7 separate regions of the Mus musculus genome follow, and regions 1, 3, 4, 5, 6 and 7 are each linked to region 2. The links are chromatin contacts, called in public HiChIP or PLAC-seq and promoter capture Hi-C maps. All regions are on one chromosome and are shown on one strand. The core of a region is the stretch at or near the end of the contact, and the rest is flanking DNA. Distances in the headings are between cores, read along the strand shown.

Evidence for each region. Promoter capture Hi-C pulls out the DNA fragments that hold promoters and counts their contacts. HiChIP or PLAC-seq counts read pairs in DNA pulled down with a chosen protein or histone mark. Capture Hi-C pulls out chosen DNA fragments and counts their contacts.
Region 1: a contact with region 2 is called in an H3K4me3 HiChIP or PLAC-seq map of embryonic stem cells, with 9 read pairs. The contact joins the promoter of Sdhb here to the promoter of Epha2 in region 2. A contact is called at or near these places in 1 of 39 promoter capture datasets (liver) and 2 of 115 datasets of contacts at active chromatin or transcription factors (embryonic stem cells and pancreatic cancer cells).
Region 3: an H3K4me3 HiChIP or PLAC-seq map of embryonic stem cells shows a contact between it and region 2, with 10 read pairs. The contact joins the promoter of Padi2 here to the promoter of Epha2 in region 2. A contact is called at or near these places in 2 of 115 datasets of contacts at active chromatin or transcription factors (embryonic stem cells and pancreatic cancer cells).
Region 4: a contact with region 2 is called in a promoter capture Hi-C map of pancreatic islet. The contact joins the promoter of Ddi2 here to the promoter of Epha2 in region 2. A contact is called at or near these places in 2 of 39 promoter capture datasets (liver and pre-B cells), 1 of 115 datasets of contacts at active chromatin or transcription factors (pancreatic cancer cells) and 1 of 9 other capture datasets (pancreatic islet).
Region 5: an HNF4G HiChIP or PLAC-seq map of pancreatic cancer cells shows a contact between it and region 2. The contact joins the promoter of Atp13a2 here to the promoter of Epha2 in region 2. A contact is called at or near these places in 1 of 39 promoter capture datasets (pre-B cells), 1 of 115 datasets of contacts at active chromatin or transcription factors (pancreatic cancer cells) and 1 of 9 other capture datasets (adipose tissue).
Region 6: a contact with region 2 is called in an H3K27ac HiChIP or PLAC-seq map of microglia, with 5 times the contacts expected there. The contact joins the promoter of Tmem82 here to the promoter of Epha2 in region 2. A contact is called at or near these places in 1 of 39 promoter capture datasets (neural stem cells), 1 of 484 Hi-C or Micro-C datasets (embryonic stem cells), 5 of 115 datasets of contacts at active chromatin or transcription factors (embryonic stem cells, hepatocytes, microglia and 1 more) and 4 of 9 other capture datasets (adipose tissue, liver, macrophages and 1 more).
Region 7: a promoter capture Hi-C map of liver shows a contact between it and region 2, with 2.7 times the contacts expected there. The contact joins the promoter of Rsc1a1 here to the promoter of Epha2 in region 2. A contact is called at or near these places in 4 of 39 promoter capture datasets (the C10 cell line, cranial neural crest, frontonasal cranial neural crest and 1 more), 1 of 115 datasets of contacts at active chromatin or transcription factors (embryonic stem cells) and 1 of 9 other capture datasets (pancreatic islet).

The regions. Positions count from the first base shown.
Region 1 is chr4:140,958,877-140,962,911 of GRCm38.p6, forward strand. Sdhb (succinate dehydrogenase complex, subunit B, iron sulfur (Ip)) reads left to right here and starts at 2,395. Exons shown (of 8, transcript NM_023374.4): 1 at 2,395-2,600. The coding sequence starts at 2,529.
Region 2 is chr4:141,299,960-141,303,438 of GRCm38.p6, forward strand. It overlaps Epha2 (Eph receptor A2), which reads left to right and starts at 1,262. Exons shown (of 17, transcript NM_010139.3): 1 at 1,262-1,475. The coding sequence starts at 1,394.
Region 3 is chr4:140,904,706-140,908,726 of GRCm38.p6, forward strand. Padi2 (peptidyl arginine deiminase, type II) reads left to right here and starts at 1,655. Exons shown (of 16, transcript NM_008812.2): 1 at 1,655-1,844. The coding sequence starts at 1,729.
Region 4 is chr4:141,721,072-141,724,793 of GRCm38.p6, forward strand. Ddi2 (DNA-damage inducible protein 2) reads right to left here and starts at 2,348. Exons shown (of 10, transcript NM_001017966.2): 1 at 1,986-2,348. The coding sequence starts at 2,123.
Region 5 is chr4:140,985,203-140,988,822 of GRCm38.p6, forward strand. It overlaps Atp13a2 (ATPase type 13A2), which reads left to right and starts at 1,719. Exons shown (of 29, transcript NM_029097.3): 1 at 1,719-1,874. The coding sequence starts at 1,865.
Region 6 is chr4:141,617,313-141,620,837 of GRCm38.p6, forward strand. Tmem82 (transmembrane protein 82) reads right to left here and starts at 1,321. Exons shown (of 6, transcript NM_145987.2): 1 at 587-1,321; 2 at 328-400; 3 at 1-157. The coding sequence starts at 674. Slc25a34 (solute carrier family 25, member 34) reads right to left here. Exons shown (of 5, transcript NM_001013780.1): 5 at 1,512-3,282. The coding sequence ends at 3,100.
Region 7 is chr4:141,684,075-141,687,820 of GRCm38.p6, forward strand. Rsc1a1 (regulatory solute carrier protein, family 1, member 1) reads right to left here and starts at 1,642. Exons shown (of 1, transcript NM_023544.5): 1 at 1-1,642. The coding sequence starts at 1,525. It overlaps Ddi2 (DNA-damage inducible protein 2), which reads right to left. Exons shown (of 10, transcript NM_001017966.2): 10 at 1-1,557.

The sequences.
Region 1 (4,035 bases), core at 1,145-3,644, 340 kb before region 2:
GCAGTGGACAGCAAGTGTTCTTACCCGCTGAGCTGTCGCTCCAGCCCCTTCAATATGAACTTTTAAAACCACTCTCTGCCCTGCCGAGGCTCCTCAGTGCTTCCCATGTAACCCTGAGCTACTGAGACCAACCTGGTATTTGTCTTTGCTCCTGGACTGAACGTCTAGCCCTGGGGGGGCGGGGGGGGGCAGAAAGAGTCTCTCAAGCAGAATTGCCACCCTAGGTTGCCCAGATTTCCCAGCACGACTGGAATGGGGACAGTTATTCAAACTCATCAGGGTTGTTGGGAGGACCAGAGGAGACTGTTGATGTAAACACATTTGTGGGCGATGAGGTGAGATTCTGCATAAACACAGGGCTTCCAGCAGCATGTCTGATGAAAGCAATATATCACTCTCTCCGCGGATGCCAGCCAACCAGCCCCAAACCCTGCGGTCTTACGGCAAGGACAGCTTGGCAACCCAAGTCAGGAAGGGGCCATGAAGACCTTTAAGCCCTATGGCATCTGTGCCTTTCTGGCACCCCAAAGCTCAGGGCGGAGGTGGAGCCACCCAGGAATTTATTATCCTTCCATAACATTAAGCTCCCCAAATCCCCATGACGCCCAGGAATGATGTGACTGCAGGGTGTGTGGGCACACTGGCACCAAGGGCCCCTCCAATAAATCAAGGTCTCAGTTTTGCTGGCTGCTCAATGCTTTTTCCAAGGTGACCTGGGTGGCCATTCATGTAGCAGTGGTGTCTGTCTTTGACATGGTGGCTAAAAATGGCTAAGGGGGCCAGTTCTCTAGAAATACTGCCTGTTGACACCCTGGAGGAGTTACAAAGAAAATGACAGCCTTCCTACAACCTTGGCCGATTTGGGTGGCCCTGATGGTGGTCCCTTGGGTAGTCTAGAAGAACCTACCCAGTGCTGAGCCAGGGCCCCTGAGAAGCCAAGGCCACCTTACCATCTGTTGCGCAAGACAACCACACCAGTCATAGAATCTTAACTCAGCTGCCACAACCCCTAGTGATTCAGGCAAGGACGCTATAAGTCAAAAAGTGGCGAAGGACTTGTCAATGGTCACATGGCCTTGAGGGGGCGATCAAGGTAACCCCCAGGGGTTCAGGCCTCTCCACACCCCCTTTAATGAGGCTACCTGGCAGAGAAGCCAGATTCAGGGTGAGTTCCCAGAAACTTGGCCCCATCTAGCCATTCCTCCTGTCATGGTAATTTCTCCAGTGTCTTCTAAAAGAGCCAGCGTGAGGAAACCCAAGACTATAAACAGTGCCCTCCTCTGCCAAAGGTGAGCGGAAAGAAATCAAATCCTTCCTCTGGTAACAAGGACCAGCAAAGTCACTGGGTGCCCCAAGAGACCAAGTGACTTGGGATACCAAGATCACGCCTGCCCAAGGTGGTCAAATCCCCAGTCAGAGGGTGGGGGGCTCTGAGAGAACCCATAAAAGGTGTCAGAAAGGCTGGACAGTGGTGGCGCATGCCTTTAATCCCAGCACTTGGAAGGCAAAGGCAGGCGGATTTCTGAGTTCAAGTCCAGTCTGGTCTACAAAGTGAGTTCCAGGACAGTCAGGGCTACACAGAGAAACCCTGTCTAGAAGTGCCAGAAAAAAAAAGCAGCTCAGGTGACTAAGGAAACTGACGAAATCTGAGGACACAGGTCGGTTAGTAGAAGGCTTGTTCAGCACACACAGGCATGGTGGCACACAGCTGTAATCCCAGCTCTCTGCAGTTCTTTACCTGTAGGAAGATCTGAAGTTGGGGACAGTGGACAGCCTGTGGGTCCTTGGTGGACAGCCTATAAGCTACATCACCCATCTTTCCTATTGTCATCTTCCTTGGGGTTAGAGAGGAATTAGGTGAGCAGCTCGCTCACTTACCACAGCATTCCAGAGGCTGGCACCAGCCACATACTAGGTACCCTTTCTGGCTGCTTTGGTTTTGGTTTTGTGTGTTTTGAGGCAGGGTCTCAAGTATCCCAGATGGACTCGACCTCATTAAGTAGCGGAGGGTGAGCTTGGTTCTCCTACTGTCTCCATATGCCGGGCATGCAACTTCTGTACCGACGTGACGTTCATCTTTTGATCACTTCAGTCACTTAACAAGTGTCCCAATCAGGTAGGGACTGACAGGTTCTCTAGATTTAGCACAAAGCTGACCAGACAAGAGTCACAGGTGATTGACAGACACCACTGCAAGTAGAGAAGGGTTAAAAATCACAGCCACCAGCAGAATAGGAAAGCCCCGCCCTCCTGGCCTCTGCCCCGCCCCTCCACGCTACCCTTCCCTCTCCCGCCCCTCAGACTCCAGAGGTCACCTTAGGAACATAGGAAGCCCAGTGGGCATGCGCCCTACGGGCCGCTGCTGCACACACGCACTTCCTGTACATTGGCTCGGAGAAACCGGAAGCGGCCTTCCACTCGTTGGCGCTTAGGCGGCTAGCGGTCCTCAGGGTGAGAGGCCGGCTTCCCACCGCGGTGTTCGACGGGATGCCGGAGGGGAAGGGGTGGGGCTGACGTCAGGAGCCAAAATGGCGGCGACGGTCGGGGTCTCCTTGAAGCGCGGCTTCCCGGCTGCCGTTCTCGGCAGAGTCGGCCTGCAGGTGAGCCCGGGAGCCGTGGTTCAGTGGGGAGCCGTGCCCGTCACCGAGGCTGCCTGGGTAGAGAGGCCGCGGAGAGGCGGAAGGAGCCCGGGTCCAGGCCTCGGGGGAGGACTTAACCCGGCATCCTGCTCTTGAGCATCCTTTCAGACAGCCATTCCGCGCTTCTCCATCACCGGAGAGAGAGGCGCGGCCGGGAGGAGGTTGGAAGAGAGAACAGAAAGACAGAGGTCTGGGAGGAGGACAGGGAGAGGTCAAGGTCATAGGATGAGCGACCTGTGGTCGGGACCCAGAATCAAATCCTGCTAGTTGTACTCCGCCAGGCTTGTGTGAAAGGGAGGCCTGCGGGGTGTCTGGGGTGGGACCCGGGAGGCCAGGTCGCACCTCCAGGTTAGGCTGGTCTGGATCGGTCAGGTCGGAGGGCGGTGGACTCTGCAAGGCAATGCACTTGACCCGCAGAGGAAGGGAGACATGAAAGAAAGCGACCCCGACCCCTTGAAAGATCCGTACTGTGGAAGTCTGCAGGCAAGACCCGGTTCCCTGAAGCGTGCTTATTCAGGGGTGTGTAGCGGCACTGATCTCATACCGCTGGCATGGGATGACAGGCAGAGCCTGGAGCTGCTTTTGTTAATAATTCTGTAGTAGCTCTGTCATAGGTCTCCCCACACGCCCTGTATCCTCGGGAGCTGCACAGTAGAAGCATTTAGAAAGGCGAGAAAAACTGCCTCTCCTTACTTTACAGATACCATTCAGTCCTCCTCTGGGCTTCTGGATAGTCCTTCACAGGCGGACAACAGGAACTCCCATTTTGTTTTGGGGGGTTTTGTTGGTTTTTTTTTTTTTTTTTTTTAGATTTGTGTGTGTGTGTATGAGTGTGTGCTTTCATGTATATGCACCATGTGCCCGTGGAGAAAAGAGAGCTGTATTTCCTGAACTGGAGTCACAGGTGGTTATCAGCCGCCATATGCGTGCAGGGAACTGAACTCTGCTCCTTCCAAAGTGCTAAGATGAATCTCCACCCTGTGATAATTTTAGTGTTGTTTTGGTTAGGTTTTGACTTTTCGGACAGTGTCTTTATGCAACCCTGGCTGGCCTGGAACTCAGAGATTCTCCGGCTTCAGCCTTCTGGGTGCTGGGATTAAAGGTGTGAGCCACCACCACCACCCGACTTGTGCATCCCTTTGCATGCACACCTATCACACCAGCACTCCAAAGGCTGATGCAGCAAGATCAGGAGTTTAAGGACATCCTCAGCCCCACACGGAATCCAAGGCCAACCTGGGCTACTTGGGACCCTGTCTCAACAAAAACAGACAGTGCCTTACCAGAGCCTCAGGCTGGTGTCCCAGATATTCAGTTAATGATTCTGTTTTTGTTGTTGAGAATGTTATGCATGAGTACTGTATTTAAATAATTTCCACCCCCTCTCTCCTCCCAT
Region 2 (3,479 bases), core at 12-2,511:
CAGCCACTCTCCTTCTCAGAAGACATAGCCTTCTCTCCCATCATCCATCCCTGATCAAAGGCTTTAATTAACCCCAACACCTATAATTAACCCTTTCTCTCCCCCTCCAGGGGAAATGTCTGAACCCGTTTCTCAGAAACAGGCGCCAAGGCCAAGCTGGTGGGTAGGACCCCAGGAGGAGCACCTGGTACCAGAGTTGTATAATATGGGCCAGGATGACCAGGGACTGGGGAGTCACAGAGAGGAAGGCCAGGGACTAGGAGGTGGGCAGAAAGGTCCACGGAGAACCAAGCCTGCTACAGCTGTTCCCTTTCCACTGGCCAAATGGTAACAGAGCAACAGGCAGTTGTGGGTGACTGGACTGGCTGCCTGGTTCACTTCACATCCGTTTGTTTCACTGACTCTAGACGCCAAGAGAAGAGATGAACTCAGATTTGAGGAACCTTGGCAGAGGAAGGGTGGGTAGGAGGCAGACATCCCCAAGGTATCAAAACGTAATCTCATTCTGTCACCCAGGGATCAGGGGACAAGGGTGTTCTGTTGGAGTTCAGAGGCAGAGGTCAAGAGTTACCCATGAGGGTGTGTGCTGGGTCCCCAAATGGAAGTGGTTAAAGCAGGTCAGGGCCCAGCTTCAAGTCCTGTGACTTGTCTGTGACTGTTGAGTTGTGCAGCCTTTGGGTATCCTAGGGTACCTTGGAACCTTATCTTAAGCCCTCCACTCTAAAGTGAAGACACCTGCATGTCTGACATGTTCCCAGAGGCACTACTCTTGGTACACAGCTTAGAGGACCTTCCTGGGTGTGGCATATCTTCTGGGGGACTCAGGAGCAAGTGTGTATGTGTGTTTGTGTGTGTGTGTGTGTGTGTGTGTGTGTGTTATCAGGAGTTCTTGTTCTTGTTCTTTTTCTTTTTCTATTTTTTGGTTTTTTGAGGCCCTTTGCTACGGAAGCTTCTACTTCTCAGATTTACAATTCACATCTTGAAGCCCAAGGGCAAAAGGGGAGAGTAGGCACAAATTCATTCCACATATTTGGACACTAACCCTGGTGGCGCTTTGAAATGAGAAATCTCCTCAAGGTTTGCACACGAAGGCCCACGCACTGGCCCCCTCAATCCTCCCCAAATTCCTGACCTCCCCCCCAACCCCAACTTCCCTCTGGCTTCCCCGCCCTCTAGTCAGGGTGTCAGTCCGGCCCCTTTAAAGACATTCCTGAGGGCGTGGTTTCGGTGACGTCAGCGCAGGGCATGAATGAACAGGAGCGGGTTCTCACCCAACTTCCATTAAGGACTTGGAGCAGGAGGGTAGAAGTTGTCTCTGTCGGCGGGCGGGCAGGATTGGGGCACCGAGACCGGCGTGCGGACAGCAGGGATCGCGGGGAGCGAGGGGTGCGGCATGGAGCTCCGGGCAGTCGGTTTCTGCCTGGCGCTGCTGTGGGGTTGCGCGCTGGCGGCCGCGGCGGCACAGGGAAAGGAAGGTGAGTGTCTACGCGGTCGGTGGCCGCAGCCTAGCAGGGACTCCGGGACATGGGACCCCGGGCGCCCCAGCCTCCTCTCTGGGACGCACCTTTGGAAACTGACTTATGGCTGCTGGGTCTCAGTGCGCAAGGTTAGGCAGAGCGCGCGGGCTGCGGTCCGGAACGATCTTGGGGATCCATACCCTGAGATCCTAGGTTCTCTGGAACTAAGGGATCTCGGCTGGGGCGCGCAGGGCTCGGAGGCCGCGGGAAGGGGGACGCGGCGCCCGCCACGCGGTTTCAGCCCTGTGGCGGCTTCTGGAGCGGGACCCCCGCAGGGCGCTCTCGGTCCCTCAGAGGAAAGGACGCTCAGTAGGGTTTTCCCGGCGATCAGCCTCTTAGTAACCCGAGTTCACTTAACTCATCATCTGCCCCGATTTCTCGCGGAAGGCATTTGGATGCAGGCCCTGCTTTTTGGGGAGGGGTCCTCTCGGTGCCCTGCACCAAGCAAAAGAGTCTCTCTACGCCCCATCCGATTTTTCACTGGGGTCCTTTGGGCCAGCATTGGGAGCGCCTGGGGTCAGCCCCGGCCACTCACACCTTCCCTCCTTCCCAAGCTGCCCTCCCAGGTTCGGGAGACAGGTTAAGGGCTGGGAGCGAGTACAGGAAGTCCCAAAGTCAAGTGTTCTGAGCAAGGGGTGACTCAGAAGGAGGAAATGCGGCAGGTGGGGTTGCGGCTTCCCGCGGTGTGGAGCCGTCATCTCGGGGCCACGGGGAGCCCAGGCACCTGGAGGTGGGGGAGTGAATCACCTGCCCCCGCCCCAGCGTCTTGGAGCCACGCAAGGTGAGGGGGCCCGCACAGGTTGCCTTTGCTCAAGGCCGCAGCCGGGGGTGTGCTTGGGGGCGTTGTCCCTCAGCTAGGGTCTCCGAGAGGGTGGGAATTCCTGCCCTGCCCTTGGCCGAGGATCTTCCTGTCTACCCAGCCGGAGCTAGCTGGCTTCCGTTTCCCACAGCAAAAACTTTTCTCTGCTTTTGGGCATAGCAAGTCTTCTGCCGACTCCAGCTAGGGGTCGGGGGGTGAAGCGCAGAGGAACCCTTTGGGGTGAGAAGTTTCCTTATTCTTTTCGCCTTCCACGTTGGGAGGGTAAAAGGCCAGACTGGAGCTCTTGAAGGGTGGAGAGTTAGGGGTAAACGGGGTGTTAGATCCTGGCCCTGTCTCGAGGAAGGGCCAAAGTTGCTTTTGCCAAGGTGTGAACAGGGCAGGGATTCTGAGATCCTAACTCCCCTCCCTGATCCAGCTTGTGGCTCCCTCTTCCTGGGTACTGTGGTTGGGGAGCAGGGAAAGACAGCTGGGACTGCTAGAGGCCTTCCTGGGCTGCCACGGAGTTGAGGATTAGACGTCTGCTTGCTTTGCTGTGCGGGCTCCTGACCCCCGCCCCGGGGCTCCTGACCACCGCCCCGAGCCCCCACCAGGGAAGCCTCAAACAATCTTGTACTTGTGCCTCTGGGTGCATCTGTCAGCCTCGCCCCAGCCTTTGCGATTAATCCCGTTCTGCATGGGATCGAGGAGAAAAAAGGGTGCATATCGCTCGTGGTTGTGGAAAATTCTTGTCTAAGCTCCGCACTCCTCAGGAACACTGTGTCTGTGTGAGGGGTTGGGATGTGTGTGTTGGGAGTGGGGTCGTGACCTAGTTGGTTGCACTTCCCTAGGGGGAGTTGAGGACAGATATGATCCGTGTCCTCTCCAGCCTTGACACAGCTGTGCAGCCTCCTCTTCTGTTTTCTGCTGGGTTCCGAAAACCAGGGGAATCGGTTAGGTCCTCGACAGCTGCTGAACTTACCTCCTGCAGTGCCCTTGACTTTTTTCTTGTGTGTGTGTGTGTGTGTGTGTGTGTGTGTGTGTGTGTGTGTGTGTGTGTGTGTGTGTGTGAAAGCCAATGCACAAGTGTGGAGCTCAAACTTGCGGGAGGACTTGGTTCTCTCTCCTTCTACCATGTGAGTTCTGGGATGGAACTCACAAGTGAC
Region 3 (4,021 bases), core at 405-2,904, 390 kb before region 2:
TACTGTCAGGAGCTATGCACCCCTAGGTTAGTTCTGACAGCGTTCCTGGAAAGATAAAATAATTTAATTCTAATGCTTTGGGAAGTATCATTTGGGGGCAGTGTGGGGCACAGAAACCACGTAACTAATGAGTGCACCACACACCGCCGTCGTTTCTGCCCAGCTGGGTAACCACAGCCTTTGCCTGATCGCACAACCCTGGCTCTGCTGGGACTCACTTGCTTGACAGGAGACATGGAAGGAGTGAGTGACATACAGGACCGTTCTGCCCGTGTTGGAGGTGGGAACTCTTGCTTGCCTGCAGAGGGGTCCTCAGACCCGAGCCCACCTTAGCAGGGCAGGGGTTCCCAGTCTGGTGCCTCTTGGATTCTTTCCCACAAGCTGCCTCCTGATTGGAGAACGCTCTCCCAGGGACCAATCAGAAGTTAGCAGCTTCTCCCAGGATCTGAACCCCAAGCCTTTCAGGAGACAGTGACCCCTCTGGCTGAGATTCTGGCTCTCTGCTTCTCCACCCACATTCCTCCTAGATCCCTGATACCCAGGAACAGCTGGGGTCTTTACCATCTCCTAATTTGGGCATCTGGAGGAGAAGGATGGAGTCGAGGGCCGCTGGGCGTGCCTGGGCATACCTATGAGCAATGCGTTTAATTCAGTGTGCCCTTTGCTGGGGCTCCCTTCAGTCCCCCTCCCTCTCCAACATTCACCCCTCCACCCGCCCTTCAGTCTCCATTCCCTTAACGAAAAAGCCACTTCCTCAAATTGCATAGCCCCAGGGTTGAGTTCAGAAAGAAAGGGCCTGAGGGTGGGGTTCAGAGTGCTTCAGACCCCACCCTGCCACTAGATGTCACGGTGCACCTTGGCCTTCAGGACCATACATTGACCTCTACCTTGGCACGTCTTTTGGTGTCGCAGGCTGGAGCCCTAATCCTCTGCCCCGTCAGCCCATTGTCCTTCAACCAGGCACATCCTCCCAGCCACCGGGAGCCACCCAAATCTCCATCCATAAACACCACACAGATCAGTCCTCTCCTCGCCAGTCCTCTCACGCCCCATCCGGGGTCTTCACTACTGGCTCCAGCTCAGTATGCTCAACGCTGTCTGGGGCAGCCAGAATGCACTCCCAGATAGCCCCATTCCAGGCTCATGCTGTCGCTCTCATGCCTGGGCTTAGCATTCTGGTCCCTGCCAGGGCCACAGTTCCCCCCACTCCACCCCACTCCCTATTTCTCATGGCAATGTGGATCTAATATGGGGGGTGTCCAGCTTCCAGAAGGTGTTCAGGAGGCTCCTCTCCACCCCCTGGTGTTGCCAAGATCTTTAAGAAGCCTCAGGGTTTCCTCTGAGAAGCATTCTCCGGCCCCAGACTGGCTTTGGTTGCCACCTATTCACTCCTGCCCTGTCCCTTCGGCTACTCCTGCTCGCACTTTCTGCCCCTCGGAGCTGGAGGTGAGGGGGAGCGTCCAGAAAGGGGAATTTACTGAATAAAAGAATGAACAAGCCAAACACGGAAAACAGGAATTGACAACTTGCGGGCAGAGGGGCTTGGAGGGCGGGGCCAGGCTTGACGGACGGGTTTGCAGATCCAATCCAAGAGGAGTCCGGCGGGAAGCCCCGCCCACGCCCCGCCCCCGGCTGCTGCTTAAGGCCGCCGGCTGCTCGGCAGCGAGCGCAGGCGCAGCAGCGGAGGGCTTACCTGCAGCAGGTGCTTATTCCTGGGAGCAGCACGGAATGCAGCCGCCTATACGGGAAAATATGCTGCGGGAACGGACCGTGCGGCTGCAGTATGGGAGCCGCGTGGAGGCGGTGTACGTGCTGGGCACGCAGCTCTGGACCGATGTCTACAGGTGAGCCGAGAGAGAGTTACCCTCTCACCTACCCTTCACAAATCTTGAGACCCTGGACCTGGCTCCAGTATCCAGGTTGCCCCTCAATTCGAGATCCTCAGAAATCCAGAGAGAGTCCAGGCCAGGATCCACTTCCATGCAATCCTGAGGCCCCTCTAAGACACACAGTTACAGCCCCTGTCACAGCCTCCTCTCTGAGACTACTCCCTAAATCTAGCCTTCTCATGACTGGTCTTTCCAGCCCCTCTCCTGGGTGACTTTAACACACATGGGCTCTCTGTAACACGCCCCTTTCACTCCCCCATTCCTTCTTGGCTGACCTTTCACCCCAGCCCAGCCTCCTCCACCAGTGGACTGCCTACCCCTGCAAGCAGAAACAGCCTGGGATGTGCTGGGGACTGACTTGTCCAAAGGGGAACTGCCCACGTGGAATCTGGCCTGGTACTTATCCGATTTCACCCTCCGGGGGGTTGCTGGTGGTTGCCTGTCCCGGGGCACTGGCTGTGAGCTGTGTCCCCAAATACCTTTCCTGACTTCACCCTGAGATCAGAGAGGGGTCACTTTCCACCCGCTATGGCCCTGGGAGCCAGGGCCCGTTTCTTCCCCATTTTCTCTGCCCACACGCTCGCTCGATGGGGGTCAGGGTACCTGAGACAGAAGGCTGAAGGAATCTCGCAGAGTGTGTCCCACAAACCCAGAGAAACTGATAGGGTATAGTGTGGGACCTAGGAAAGGTGCTATGGGGAAGGAGTAGTCTGAGCAGCCTGAGAGGCCACACTGAAGCCACCATCTGCTCCGAGCACTCTCAGTGTTCTGCCTTGCGAGGGAGGAAGGGCTTCATGCTGGAGGGAGGGGCATGCCAGATTCTGTGCCTGTACATCCTCTATGGGCCGTGTTCCCAGACCATTCTGACACTAAAGCGCCTGACTCTCCCGAGCCTCCCAAAGCCCACCTAAGCACCCCCTCATGCTCTTCTGCCCGCTCTCCAGCTCCTTCCCACTGCTCGGCCACTTCACAGGAGGCCCCGGTTCCCGCTGGTCTCAGCAAGCCTAAGACGGGGCCCCTCTCTGCTCCTTTAGCCCTTAAGCCTCAGCCCCAGCCTCCACTTCACCTGGGCCTGGACTTCAGTGGGCCTTCATATAGACCCCAAAGCAGGATTATAACACAGGGGTGGGGTGTGGTCTAGGCGCCAGTGGCCTGGGAGGGTGCCCATCTCTCCCCACTCCCTGCTCTGAACTGGGCATTGCCAAGGGGTAAGCCAGGATCCTGGGCCCTAAGCCACAGTTGTCACCATGCCTGTCAGCTTGCCTGCCGGGGCACTGTGGGGACTCTCTGAAAGACTGGCATGCTGCCTCTGCTGGGGGCTAAGGAAGAAAGGGGGTCTGTGCCTAAGTCCTTGTCCTTGCTCCACCTAAGCAGAGAGAGGCCCAGCACAGTGGAGGGCAAGGGGACAGGTGTCCACTAGCCTCAGCCAGGACTCAGTTCACAGAGAGTTCCCCAACACCAAGAGTCAGCACAACCTAGACCATAACCTGCCCAGAGGAAGCTGTACGCAGGCCACCGTTGTCATTGCAAATGTTGTAATAGTCTACCTTTAAAAAAATAAGTTAACCAGACGTGGTGGTACACACCTGCAATCCCTACACACCAGAAGCTGTGGTCCGAGGACCACAAGCCGAAGGCTCATTCATACTACATAGTGAGTTCCAGCTCAGCTGGGGCCGCACAGCATGACCCTGTCTCAGTATACCCCCAACACATGCATGTGTACCTCAAAAAGGAGAAAAAACAGCCCGTAATCCCAGCACTGGGATGGGAGGCAGAGGCAGGAGGATCGCTGTATTATTCAAGACTAGTCTGGTCTACATAGTGAGTTCCAGGACAGCCAAGGCTACACAGAGAGACCTTGTCTCCCACCCCACCTCTAAGAAACACTCATAAAAGTTATTTCTTGTAATTAGTACTGGAAGCTGGGTGTGTGGTGCATGCCTTGAACCCAGCACCTGAGAGGCAGAGGATGTCCACGGATGGAGCCCTGTGAGCTTGAGGCCACGGCAACCTCCCGGCCAGACAGGGCTACCTAATAAGACCCTGCCTGTCTCAGAACAACCAAAAGAAAAGAAAAGGTGGACCTGGAGAAGTGACTTAGAGGGTAAATGTGTCGCTGTTAGCGTGAG
Region 4 (3,722 bases), core at 1,098-3,597, 420 kb after region 2:
TTACCACTGTTGGGAATCCGGGTTTCTGCATGCCAATTTGGGTTGGGAAGAAAGTCAACACCGAATTTACTTAGAGAAGAACTTAGAGCTAGCCTAATTGTTCAAATGGTACCCTTCAAACTCCAGACTAAAGACTGAACCCTCCTTAACCATACAATTATGATTCAGCCTGCTATCCCCTTTAGTTTACTTAACATTTTCTGCAGACATCGGAGTGCAATGGGCTGGGCAGGGAGCGTGTAAGACAGCGGTAGTGCTAGCTAGGATGACGTGCACACAGGATGGAGGAAGAGAAACAGCAGAGAAACAGCTTCACCCTCTGTAGACCTCAAGTCCTACCAACAAATTCAACTTAAAATTACTCCCCATCAGCTGGCAATTATAACTTGGGTCATCAAAACACCCTACACACACACACACACACACACACACACAAAAATTGAAAAAAATTTTTAAAAAAAACTTCAAAACTGAAAACTGAACTTGGGCATGATAGTGTATTCTTGTAATCCCAGCTGTACAGGAGCCTGAAGCAGGAGGGCTGCTGTCTGAGACTAGCCTTGACCCCACAGTTGAGACCTTGTCTCAAAAACAACAACAACAACAAAAAACCCAACAACAACAACAAAAAAAACCAAAGCAAACAAACAAAAACCAAAAGCAGCTGGTTGTGATGGCTCAGGCCTTAACTCCAAACATTTGGGAGGCAAAGTCAACAGGGATCTCTGAGTGTAGATGGGAGCCAGTGTTTTATATAGTGAGACCTGCCTTAAAAACAAAACAAACAACAACCAGCAATTAATCAATCCTCTAAAAAGTCAAATCTCCCCCAGCCCCCCAAACTCCCTGGTCCTAGCTTGCCCCTGCTACCTGTATGAGGAGGCTGACCAACAGGAATGGGGTCCTAGGTTTTTGTGGGTTAATTTTTCTGTGGAAATTGGGGGAACTGTTTATTCCCAACTTTTGCCAGACCGCGTATGTGAGTGACACCTCCTTCCCTAAAATAGATCCTTCCAGAAAGAGCTGCATGCCAAGGTTCTAAAGTTCACATTGTGTGAAGGAATGGTACTTCTGAACACAATATTGACACGCAGAGTTTACCGTAAGTCAGGACAGAACAGGCAGTCGTTGGGCAACAGTTTTTGGAACTATTTCATAATTGCAGAAGGAAATCAAGATTTACATTCTGGGGCCTTGGGAGCTGTCTATAATTTTCTGGTGTTTAGACTACACCCAGCGGGGGCCACTTTGGTTAGAATCTTAAGGGATTTAGTGCAAAGGTTACAAAATAGTCCACCTATTGTTTGATGAAGTCTACTAAGGACACCAAAGCATTTTGAGAATATATTTTCTTGTTAAAACATGAGAAGGCTGAACTCCTGGCCGCCGAATCCCTCGGGGGTCTTCAGACAGTAGGCCATTTTCAAGCTAATATCCTTCGAAAGCACTGAGCTTTGAACTGACCCAACTAAACTGGGCCCAGAAAGGAGGAGGGCTTTGGCCTGAGAGAAGCAGACAGACTGAGTTAACCTAACCATTACTTTAATTAATATATGACATATATATATGTGTGTGTGTGTATACATATATAATAAATTAACCAAAAATGTATGCATTTCCAGAGACGTCAATGGCAGAGTGAGTCTCAAACTTTTTCCCCTCACTTTCAACCGCAAATCTGCATTCTCCCAGGTAGTAAACTGCGCATATTGGAGCGGTCCAAATAAGCGAACCCCAGGCAGGCGTCGTTCTCCCAGTGATCCAAACTGGTATTTCTGGTCGGAAAGTCAGGAGATCCCGGATGAGGACCCAGGCTCCCGAAGGCCAGAAGGTGGGGAGGGCTGCCCGCCCGCGCACGTGCCCCTCTAGCTGCAGTGGGTGCATCCACGGGCGGCTGCAGGACTCGGCCCCCGCCGGCCCCCAGCTCCCCCCGCCCCCGGCCACAGCGGCCGGAGGCCCCCGCTCGCTGCCGCACCCCGGCGTACCTGGCTCTCGGCGGCGGGGATGCCGGACTCGAGCTCGCACAGCGCGCGGAAGTTGTGCAGCTCGAAGTCGGCGTCGACCTGGAGGGAAAAGGTCACCTCGGAGAGGTCCCTCCGCACACAGTACACGGTGAGCAGCATGGCCCGGGCCCGACCCGGCTCGACTCGGCCCGGCCTGGGCGCTGGGCGGAAGGCAGTCGGCGGCTGGGGAGACCTGGCGGCAGCGGCGGGAGGGCGACGGGCGCGGGCTGCTCGCTCGCTCGCTCGCTCGCTCCTTTCCTCCCTCACACGCGCGCAATGACTCACTCGCTCCCGCCCTCGGCAGCCAGCGCGGCCGCCGCCACCCGCCTGCGACGCCGTCTGCCTGCCTGCCGGCCTGCCTCCCACCGCTGCCGTCAAGCTCGCGGGCCGCCCGCCCGGCGCCCCGCCCCGTCGCAACGCCACGGCCGTAAAGCGCGCCAGGCTGCCGGCAGCCTTCGCGACGCTAGGCTGTGGGGCAGGGCGGGGCTGGGGAGACTGGAGGGAGGAATGGGGATGCGGGGTGGGGGAACCCCACGATTTAATGCTTGAGCTCCGGAGTATTCCAGGATCCCAGTCCCAGTTAGTCATCCAACGGGGACCTACTGTGCGAATGGCGTGTGCATAAAAATGGTTGAAAGACAAATTAAGCACATCTTTCTAAAACAGAGTTTTCGTAATGGAAGTTGTCATTTCAGTAATATTAACTCGGTTTCGACTTGGTAATGAATGTAGGACGAAAATCCAGATCCTTTGCTGTGCTCGAGGCCCATCCCAGCCTGCGGGCTGGCATGGCTGCGCTGGCAGCCACACACACACAGCACAGTTCTTAGTTAACTCACTCTCAGACTGCATCCAGCACTGGACGTTTACTGGGTACGGTTTAGAATTTACTCCGTATACTGGGACTGGTAGCGCAAACCTGTAATCCCAGCTACTCAGGAGGGTGAACAGAAGGCTGGCAAATTCCAAGCCTGCCTGGATCATAAGTGTTCCAGTCTGAACAATTTACTTTAATGGTATAGATAAAATACCTTGTTGACATCTTGCCTACCAGGACCAAGCTCAACCTCAGCAGGACAAAAAGACAGTACTTGGGAAACAGTCGTTATTTTAGTGGCCACTCAATTCATAAGAAGATGTAGATACCAAGAATGGTAAAAATCCGAAAACATCTCCCGGGCCCACTAGGGTGGTCCACATTTGTAATCCCAGCACTCAGGAGTGTTTGGTTTCCAGTCCTGGATTAGGGGCTGAGGTATGCATTGTACAAATCAAAGGCTCAAGGTTCTCCTGACATCCCTCTGTCCCTACCTGGCAGGGACTCAGCTGCCCTTCCCCCAGAGACTCTTCTGCATTTAATACAGATATCATATCATATATGATATCATTGGTCTCTCTCTCCCCCCCACCCCCATTCTCTTTCTTTCTTTCTCTCTTTCTCTCTTTCTTTCTTTCTTTCTTTCTTTCTTTCTTTCTTTCTTTCTTTCTTTCTTTTCCCTCTTCTCCTTTCCCTTCCCATGGCGACTAATATGGCTTCCTTCCTCTCCTTCCTTGGGACCAGTGAATTCGTCCTCCTGACAGAAGCTTCCCAACCCAACAAACCCGCATTTACGACGAGCTAATCTGTCTTGAATTGGTTCATTTCACCATCATCCAGGAGCAGAGACTGCAGGATCACTACAAGCACAAGGATTTCCACTCCTGGCTCCGTGGAGCGAG
Region 5 (3,620 bases), core at 469-2,968, 310 kb before region 2:
AGATGGGTATCCTAGGCTTTCCTGGGTCTTTATTTGTCTCACCTGTGCAGGGGTATGTGCGGACCATGCTTCCGGGTTTCTGGGCTAGGTCCTACCTCCCTTTAGCCTCCTGCGCATCATCACAGCCAACCTGTATGGAGCACCTTTCTGGCCATATCTGACCATGGGAGTCTATGGCAAGTGTGACCTTCTCCTGATATCTACCCAGTAGTATCAGGCTTTAGATGAGTGCTCTTATGCAGCACGTACAACAAGCCGTCACTGCTGCTATTTGTCATTGTACAGGTCAGAAAAAGCTGTCCCGGGGCTGGGGAGATGGCTCAGTGGATAAGAGCATGGGCGGTAGCCGGGCAGTGGTGGCGTACGCCTTTAATCCCAGCACTTGGGAGGCAGAGGCAGGTGGATTTCTGAGTTCGAGGCCAGCCTGGTCTACAAAGTGAGTTCCAGGACAGCCAAGAAGATACAGAGAAACCCTGTATCGAAAAACCAAAAAAAAAAAAAAAAAAAGAGCATGAGTGGCTCTTCCAAAGATCCTGGGTTCAATTCCCAGCACCCACATGGCAGCTCATAGCTGCCTGTAACGCCAGTTCCAGAGGATCCAACACCCTCACACAGACACGCATGCAGTCAAACACCAAGGCACGTGAAAAGAAATAAAATTTAAAAAAAAAAAATAGGTCCAAACCCAGTAATATGGCTCAGGGGGTAAAGGTGTTTGCTGGGGACTTAAGGTCAATTCCTAGGCACCCACAGAAAGAATATGACTGACTCTTGAAGACTGTTCTCTGATGTGCTATTGTGCATACATGCACCACCACCACCACCACACACACACACACACACACACACACACACACACACACACACACACACACACACACAATTAGAATTAATAGTGCTGTTTTGTTTTGTTTTGAAGAAAAGGAGACCCAGGGAGGTTAGCTTACACATCTACAGTCACACAGCCTGGAAGAGACAGGGGCAGGCTTGAACCTGCACGCGTAAGGTGCAGTGCTGAGGGGTGCGCCTGAGGCTGTGGTCGCGGACAGGACACTTTCTCCTCTTCCACCTCTGTCTCCCAGTATGGCCCCCCTGTTTGTCTGCCAGCAGCCTATCCGTGTGCCTGTCTTTTTGTCTGTCCTGTCTCCCAGCATATCGGTTTTCCGTTTGTCTGTTCTGTCTGGAGACTGTCCCACCTGTGTCTTCCAACCTCTCCCTCCCACTCTGCCTGCCTATTTGATGTTTGTCTGTCCGCCTGTTTCCTGTATTATTGTTGTTCTATATGGAGGCTGTTCCAATGGGGTGTCCCAACGTTCCTTTCTGTTTGTTTGTCTGTCACCTCTCTACCTCTTTGTCTGTTGTCTGCCTGGTGCCCCCCCCCCCGCCCCTTTCTGTCAAGCCGGTCCACTTGTGTCTTCCCAGCATCGCCCTCTGTCTGCCTGTATGTCTGCCTACCTGTCTCGCAGCCTGTCCTTTTCCGTCTATCTCTTTTGTCTGGGGACTGTCCCGTCCACATTCCCTTGCTTCCCATCTCTTCCCTCCTCTCCCCATCCCCCGACTCGCGCCTCCACCCACGCTGCCCACAGCATCAAGATCTCAGCGAGCTCCGGACAGAGGCCAGACTGGGAACTACAAGTCCCGGCAGCCCGCGCGGCAGCGACGGACGCAGGCGCCGTGGAGGGGCGGGGCTTGACGGCCGCAGACTGCGGCACAGTTCCAGTCGCCGTCGCGTCTTGCAGGTGCTGCCCAGCCCGGCCCCTCCGCGGATCGCCGCAACCGGCGCCCCCCGACCGTGCCCCGGGGCCTCGCACGCCGAGCCCAGGCCGCGGGCCACAGCGGCCGGCGATGAGCGCGAGGAGCCGAAATGAGCGCAGGTGAGCGGCGGCCCGGCCCTCCCTTCGGGTCTCATCCCCAGGCCCCCAGAGACAGATTTAGGTTGCCGCTGCGCTCACCCTAGGGCCGGGGGTTCCTGCCCTCCCCATCCCCTCTGAATGCATTCGACCCTGAGTGACAGGTCCCAGTGATGGACGCGGTGCACCGCCGTGGGTCCTCTGTGCAGCACCCATATGTGCTACATGAACAGGATTAGGGAAGCCAGCTCTCTGCCGAGGCACAAATGCACTCCTGACCTACACAGAAAGCTTGCCAGTGGCCACATCCAAGGACCATATCCTGCATGCCCCCCCCCCATGCCAGAATGAGTGTCTTAGGCTGAAACCAAAATCCCACCAGATGCAGATGGTCTGCTAACCTCCGGGTGCTAGCATGTCTCTGTCTAGCCCAGTCCCCAACTTCCATCCGACAGTGTCTTAGGTGAGGAATGGAAAACAATAGGGGGCTACAATTCAACTTGTGATAAGAACAACGTCTTCCCCTTATGCACCAGACCCCTGACTCTGCACTTGAGCAAAGTCTCTAGCGTCTAGCATAGCACCTAGAATCTACATAAAGACCTCCTAGGCGCACACCCTCCCAGCTTGAGGGAAGCCATGAGCTCATGGCCATGGGGGAGCCACCAGAAGTAGATGCTGGTGCCCTGGGCCACTGATAGATTAGCAGCCGGAAGCTGGGTCTTCCGCAGGAAATAAGAGGTTCCCAAATGGCTTTGACTCCCACCCCTCAGCTCTACGGTGCTGGTGTGGCTGCCCCAGGGCTGGGAACTGGGCTCAAGCCTCGTCTCTGCCATGCGTGTCTTTATGTTGGTCTTTCATTCTTGGCCTGCCTTTTCTTGGGCTTTGTGTTTGGGTTTCTGGCTGAGTGCTGAGAAGGGTGTCAAACCTGGACCTTTTGCTCTACTGGAGCTATATTGTAATTTTGTTGTTGTTGTTGTTGTTGTTGTTTTGTTTTTTGAGATAGGGTTTCTCTCTGTAGCCCTGGCTGTTCTGGAACTCACTTTGTAGACCAGGCTGGCCTCGAACTCAGAAATCCGCCTGCCTCTGCCTCCCCAGTGCTGGGATTAAAGGCATGTGCCACCACACCCGGTGCAATCTTTGCATTATATTATTTAATCTTTTAAAGATTTGTTTTTAAAATGTTTGTGTGTGTATGTGTGTGTGTGGCTTTGAGGGGATTACAGAAGGTTGTGAATGCTGAAAAGCAAACTCATGTCCTCTAGGAGAGCTGACTGTACTCTTAACTGCTGAGGTAACTCTCCAGCCCCTATTATTTTTATTGTTTGAGATTGGGGTGTCATGTAGCCCAGGCTGGCCTCAAATCCAATACTTAGTCGTGGATGACCTTGGACTAATCCTGTTTGCATGTCTTCAGTGCTGGTATTACAGTCATGGGCCACTAAACCTAGCTCTCATTTTAAATCTGTGATCATTTTTATTACTATTTCCTGTGCACACATACTTTTGTCCCAGCCTGTGTGTGTCAGTCCGAGGACTTTTCCACCCCGACTCCCTGCTTGGAACTCAGGTCATGAGGTTTGTGCAGCCAGGGCCTTTGCCTGCTGTACCACCACCCCTCCCCCATTTTAAATGAGTCTCCTACTCTGCGCTTTTCTCGAGGCTGTGAGGGTGAATTAAAGGCCCTGTTCATCATAGCCAGCTTCCCCATTTGAGGTCATACGATTCAGGACCTGACTCTTCACAGCTGGGTTCCCGGTCTCTGACCAA
Region 6 (3,525 bases), core at 71-2,570, 320 kb after region 2:
AGTGGACACAGCCCGGAGCGAGAACTCCAAGACGACGAGGGCGGCTACCCGGGACCCTATCAAGGTCAGGAACAGGGTCAGACCAGCCAGATGCAGCATCTCCAACGAGGCCCATTGCGCGCTCAGCCGCTGCTTTTGGGGCTGCCGCTGGGGGTCACTGTGGGGGCAGAATGGGTGCCGGCTGAAAGACAGGATCACGGGGTCCTGTCCCGTGGGAGAGTTGCCAGGGCTCCAGCTCAACTCTCTCGGCTCTCTCCAAGAGAGACCAGACTCCGCTCAGGGACCAACTGCCTGGGCAAGGTGGGTGGGACCGACGTGGACACTCACTTGACACAGGCCACGAAGAAATAAACTTTCAGGAGACTGTTGAGAACCGAGACTCCAAGGGCCCCGATCAAGCCTGAGCCAGACAAAGGAGAGGGTGAAGGGGGGGGGGCGTTAGTGTTGTCGGGGAGGAGGCAGGGTGAGCTCAGGGGGCAGCCAGGAGCCGAGACCCCCACGTGGATGTGGGGCCCACCTTGCACTCCGCCCACCCGCGGGAGGGACGTGGCGGGGAGGGGCAGGTGTGCATCCCAGAGGCGCTCACCTTGCAGAAGGCTGTCGAAGAGACTGGAACCCCACTCAAAGGAAGGGAGGCTGGGGAGCCAGGAGGAGAGGGAAGGCAGGGAGAACATGGCAGCCTCCAGGAACCCTCAGCCTCCGACCGGGTCCGCGCTGGGACAAACCCAATGATATCACTGGTCAAAGGTGTCTCTAGAGGACAGGGGAGGGACTAGGAAAGGGTCAAAGGCCTGGGGGCGGGGCCGGGGAGACAGCTGCCTTAGATCTTCCAGGTTGCTGGATTCAGTGGCACTGTCAGCTCGCAGCTGCTGGTGGCTTCCCATTCAGGTCTCAAGGGCAAAGCAGTTAACTGGTTCTGGTCTGTCCCCGCTAGACTTCAAGGCCACCATGCCTTCCGGAAGTCCCTCTTCGGCCAGCTCACCTGGCCTTCCCCCTCTCAGGTGTGGCCCGCACTCAACCTGAAGTGTGACTTGGCCCTCTCAAGTTCCCAAAGCAGAGCTGCTCCCCGCAGCGCTCTGTCTCTTCGGGCTTCTGAAAATTAGTAGTTTAGCTTCTACAAGCCACAGGGAAAGAAGGGTTTGGAATCCCCTTAAGACTTAGGTTGAAGCTGGGCGTGGTGGCGCACACCTTTAATCCCAGCACTCGGGAGGCAGAGGCAGGCGGATTTCTGAGTTCGAGGCCAGCCTGGTCTACAGAGTGAGTTCCAGGATAGCCAGGGCTACACAAAGAAACCCTGTCTCGAAAAAAAAAAAAAAAAAAAAAAGACTCCGGTTGAGCGCAGTCTTTCTTGGGGTCATACTGTTCTCCTTCCGTCCACTAGGTGGCAGGCTTCACCTGGGCGGGCGGGCACTGCTTTTTGGGTCCTTCCTAGAAATAAAAGGCTTGAGATTGAGGGTTTGGGGCGGGGCGGGGCGGGGCAGGGACAGGGAAGCAGAGGGCAATTGCCAAAGTTTACAAAATATAAAACTTTATTGGAGTGTTCAGGAGTGTTCATCTGGAGTAATTTTTCTCACTTGGGAAGTGGTTGGGGAAGGTGGTTGAGGCTACCTGGCCAAGAGCGAGTGTCCACTTTCATAGGAGAAAGGCCACTGGGTGCCTTACACACCTGTCCCTGTGGTGGAGCGTGCCTGCAGTCTGGAGAGAGGGCTCGGAGTGTGTCGTTGGCCCTGCAGTGGCTCTGCTCCGTGACCCACATGGACAGGCACCCTCTTTCCTAGGCCTGAGCTCCCCCGGACGTACACAAACAGGAAGCCTGGACTCAAGCGCTCTAAGACTGCTGCTGACGCCCTAATCCAGCCCCTCAGGGACTGTAGAGGGAGGCCGTGGTAGCTCCCTCGGTAATATGCAGTCCCTGTGTGGGTCCTATTCAACAGAACTGGGTCTCCATCTCCCTGTCCTCCTCCTCCTCCTCTTCCTCCTCCTCCTCTTCCTCCCTTTCCTCCCTCCCCAACCCCCTTCTCCCCTCCTCTCCCTCTCTCTCCTCTCTGGCTCTCATGGAATCCAGGCTGACCTCAGACTTGCTATGGAGCCGAGGATGACTCCGAACTCCAGATCCTCCTGCCTCTGCCTCCCCAGGGCTGAGAATACAGGCAGGGGCCATCATGCCCAGTTCATTTGGATCCTGGGGGGCCTCGTGGGCATCAGGTGGGCAGTCTGCCGACTGATCTATGTCCCCAGCCTGAGGAAAGCTGATTTTACTCAGATTCAGAGAAGACCAAAGGAAGCTGCTCATTTTAAAGTCAAGGAAAGAGGTCTCAGGAGAAGTCAGCCTTGGGCTGTGGTGTGGACCACGGGCAGATCACGTGACCAGCATGCCCAGGCCCTGGCTCTACCACAGCACCACAGATAACTGAAATAAAAGAGAGACGCCAACACCGCCAATACCTTCCTGCGCTTCCAGCTTCAGAAGGTAGGAAAACAGGGTTGTTTGTTTTGCTAAGCCATTGAGGCAGCTTCAGAACTTGGTTTGATAACTAGCTTTGGCCAACCAGACTCTGGGGACACCAAGGACTCCCTGGTGGCACAAGGGTCTCACATGCAGTGGCCTCTGAGGGACACGAAGCCCAGTAGTCCTGATGTAGCCTTGTCTTCGTTGAGAGCATGGTATGGGGGTAGGCAGAGTTGAACTCCAGTCCTGGCTCTGTCATGGCAAACATATGTGGCTCCAGCCAGAGACATGGCTCCCCTCAGCCTCAGTTTCCCCATGCTGAGAGAGGCTCATGTGGTCACACAGTGGGTGGAGGACTGAGGAGCCAGTGCAGCTGAGTGGCTCCCCTAATGGGAATCTTTAAATGTAGGCATTGCTGTGGCCATGAGCTAAGGCATGGTAACCCAGGGGAGAGAAGGGAAATAAAGAGGTGGTGACATGGGGCACACTGGTCCTGGGGCTCAATGGATCCCAGTTGTCCATTGTTCCTTGCCTTCTCCTCCTGGCTTGTGGCAGGGCCTGACTCAAGCTAGCTCTGGGCAGCCAGTCTTACACTGACAGGCCATCACCTCTACCAGATGGCAGGCTTGGTGGTGGGATGAGGGTTGAGTCTAGGTGCCCTGGTGCTGGGCCCTCGCAACCAGTTTCCGAAGCTCATCCCAGAAGAACATGCTAAGGATGGTGTGGGGACCCAAGCGCAGATAGGCAGGGCCTAGGCCTTTGTAGAGTGCCAGGGGTCCCTCCTGTTGACAGGTCTTCACCAGGCAATCAGCGAGGCCCCCATACAGCTGGCCCTGGGGATAAACATGGGGAGAGGGTTGAGGGTCCCAGATGACACAGCCGAGTGTGTCTAGTAGTGTCAGAAGCAGCATCTGTTCCCATACAGGAGGGTTATAGACTGTGCTGCTAATAAAAAGGAGCCTTTGCCTGCAGGCAGATAGCCTCCTTCAGGGCTTGGATACAGCTTGGATATGGAGGCACACAAGCCTTTGTCCTCACACTTCCTATCGATGTTATGACAGAAAGGCCAAAATTCC
Region 7 (3,746 bases), core at 392-2,891, 380 kb after region 2:
GGCAGACACTGCTGGTCTCCGGCCTGTCTGGGCCTGGATTATGCACATGCTCTGAAGGCTGACTGTGGGCACCCTCACTTGCTGCAAGTTCAGGTGCTATTTCTACCCCTGAGGTGCAGGGCAACTGCTCAGACAGTTTAGCTGAGGTTATGGCGACAGAACAGCTCTTCCTGGCTGACTCTGTTGATCTGCGGACATCTTCTCGGTCAGGTGACAAGCCATCACCCAGACCTTCAAAGCTAGTGGATGCTTCATCTTCTACCGCAGCACAAGGGGCAGTTCCTACGATTTCTGTCTTTCCTGATTCAGAGGTGGCCTGGTGACAGGAGCCTTGTGAGTACTGGTCACTAGGGGTCAAATGCACACTTTGGACCCTTCTTCCTGAAAGGTCTGAAACACTTGGTTGGCTCTCAGCTCCTATCTCTGACTGACAGGTAACATGCTCAGGTGACTCTTCTGAAGCTGGCTTACAGCTAATGACCAAAAGCTCATGGAGTTCTTTCAAGGCCACTGTGACAGATGAACAAAATTCTTCTGCTGATTCCACAGAGGGCTGACCGTGGCCACTTAGAAGGGAAGAGGAATTGTCATCTTTGTTATCCATTGTAGACATGTCAACATTATCTTCTGGGAGCTGCAATTCCCGAGTCAAGATGGAATGTTCCACAGGCTCACAGGACGGGTTAGACTGTAATGTCTCCACTTCCATAGTGGGATTATCTGAAGCGAGATGTGCTACACTAGGGCTCTTGATGACGGCATCCTGCCTGCCTGTTGAGCTGCACATAGCAACCAGAGACTGTTCAGCTGTATCTACTTCCATCAGGGCTTCTGAGCATGGACAGCTACAGAGTCCTGAAGCTGGAAGACCCTTCTCTGCACTGGGAAGATGAGCGTGTCTTTGTAGCTCACCTTTCCTCAGAGCTTCCAAACTGACAACTTCTTCATGAAGCTCAAGGTCTTCTGCGTCACAAAGACAGCCCTGGTCCTGTGGAACACTCTGCTGTCCAGCCTCTCGCTGTACACTCCCTGTTTCTCTGTGCTGCTGAAGGCCGTTCACGGGACTTGGGGTCTGATTTTCTGGATGCCAACTCTTTTCCTCCGCAAATATCTGTGGCTCCCGCATCCCAGTAGTTGTGAGAGTTAAACTAGCGTCCTGTCTTGTGTGGAGATACACTCTGAGGCCCTGGGTTCCTTTCTCAACAGATTTCTCCAGATTACCTGCAACAACGGCTTCTTTTGATGACTTATGGAAAGGCATGGCTAGACTCTGCTCTGCTGAGGAAGCAAGGTCAGGAAGAACCTGCAGAGGAGGAGGGTCTGTTTTCTTAGAGTTTGTCTGGAATTCAGCTGAAGCCTTCGTAGCCTCCATAGCTAGAGATTCAATGCTATTGGGGTCACCGGGCTTGATGGCGCAGACGGAAGCAGAAACAGAGCGAGCGAGACTCGTCGGGCTACCAACCTCAGGACTCTGCCCTGAAGGAGCTGGATGGTCAAACCCATCTGAAGTCGGCAATGATGACATTCCCAGTGAGGTAGATTCTTTACTGCTTTTCTCTGTAATAAAGAGAAAAGAGAAAAAGATTAGCTAGCAGACCACTAACTTATCAGAGTTGAATCCTCAATAGAATAAAAGCAGGCCTTTTAATTTAGGTCTCTCTTGCAAATATGCTAAAAAAAAAAAAAATACAAGAATCTTTCTCATGGTGGCAAGGTAGCATCTGTCACTGAAGCTGAAATGGGTGTGTGCTTAATAAACATTAAAATTCCATATGTAAAGAAAGCACTATTAGCGTGCACTTCACAATGGATGGGTCAGTGCTCACACTTAAAAGATACTTATTGATGTATTTATTCACTCCAGAAAGGCTCTCACTGCACAGCAGAGCTGGCCGTAAGCTGAGAGGCGCCTGCCTGGCTTCTGCAGTGCTGGGCTATGGGAGCGCATCACCACACCAAGCAGTCACTTTATTTCTGGTGATTTTTTGCATCTTCACAGGATGATTCTCATGACAAGGCTTTTTCCCCTCTTTAAAACAACAACAAACAAACAAACAAAACCCAATAGGTTCTCACTCTGTAGCCTAGGCTGGCCAACTCACTATAGTAAAGCCAGATAAGCCTTTAATTATCAGCAATCCTTGTGCGTCAGCCTCCTAAGCACTGGGGTTACAGCATGGGCCACCACTGTTGGCTCCAGTTCGCTGTTCATGTTTCAAGTGTAAGCACAGGTGTCCAAAAGCAAGCACGCTGGCAAGAGAGCAGGGCAACCAAGAGAGGTGGGGTTTACATGCCTGGAGAGCTCTAGAAGACAGACAAGTAAACAGTGGATTTTATTTCTAGCCAAGCTTTTCAAAAACCATGGTAAAACTAAGCACCCAATTCAAAGAACAAAACAAAAAATGAAGCAGACAGAATTTTATTTATCTGTTCAACCACTGTGCATTCATACTTGAGGCCTCCACATTTCCTGTACTCTTGACTTCATGTATAAGGACGATGGCTCCCAGTGTCAGAGCTATGGGTATGCATTACTGTTCTCAAATTTCTGTAGTGCTCTGGACCAAACCAACCTCATCTTACATATGCCAGGAGGCCTTCTGCTAATCCAACTACATCTCTAGCTCTCTAACGAGCTCTGTTCAGCCTGAAACGTGTGGGAGTTTCCTGCTTTAGTGTGAGTGCTGGGATCAACATGCAGGATTACGCCCAGCTTCTCAATGCTGTACCCTCGTACAGCACAACAGAACTGACCAGGCGTAGGCACGTCACTGAATCCACAGGAGGGCAGAGGAAGAGTGTAATCATTCTTTGATAGGCAACAATAACTTACACCCACCCGAATTTGATTGCCCTTCAAACTTGATGCGGAAGCCACAGTGGTCCAACTCCTCTGGCACTATTAAAAACCAGCCTCTAACCACCAAAAATATCTTTAATTAAAAGGCATAGATTGCTATCAACCCTGGAAATATTGGTTCCTGGGTTATTAAATTCAATTCAGATGCTTTGTGCTGAACACTAACATCAGTGTGAGTGCTGGTTTTCCACTGGTGAGGTCACACAGAGTGCAGTTATGATGCTAACATCACTAATTAATTCATCAGACCCCGCTGAGCTGCATGAGAGAGAGGATGGGCCTGCTGGAAGTTGTCAGCTTTTCCTTTTTGTGGTTGAGATGGGATCTCCTGTAGCCTATGTTGTTCTTTCTGTTTGTTTTATGAGAAAGAGTTTCTTTGGCTATACTGGAACTCACTTTGTAGACCAGGCTGGCCTTGAACTCAAGAGCAAATGCTGGGCTCAAAGGCCAGTGGCACCCCCTCAAGGTAGTGACTAACTTCTTTTTTTTTCAGGGTTTCTCTGTGTAGCCCTGGCTGTCCTAGAACTCAGAAATCCGCCTGCCTCTGCCTCCAGAGTGCTGGGATTAAAGGCAAAGGTGTGCGCCACCACGCCCGGCGTGACTAACTTCTTTTTTTTTTTTTTTTTTTTTTAAAGATTTATTTATTATTTTATGTAAATACACTGTAGCTGTCTTCACACACTCCAGAAGAGGGAGTCAGATCTCATTACGGATGGTTGTGAGCCACCATGTGGTTGCTGGGATTTGAACTCTGGACCTTTGGAAGAGCAGTCGGGTGCTCTTACCCACTGAGCCATCTCACCAGCCCATAATTTTTTTGCCTGAATGTTTCTTTCTTTTTTTTTTTTTTTTTTTTTTTTTTGGTTTTTTGAGACAGGGTTTCTCT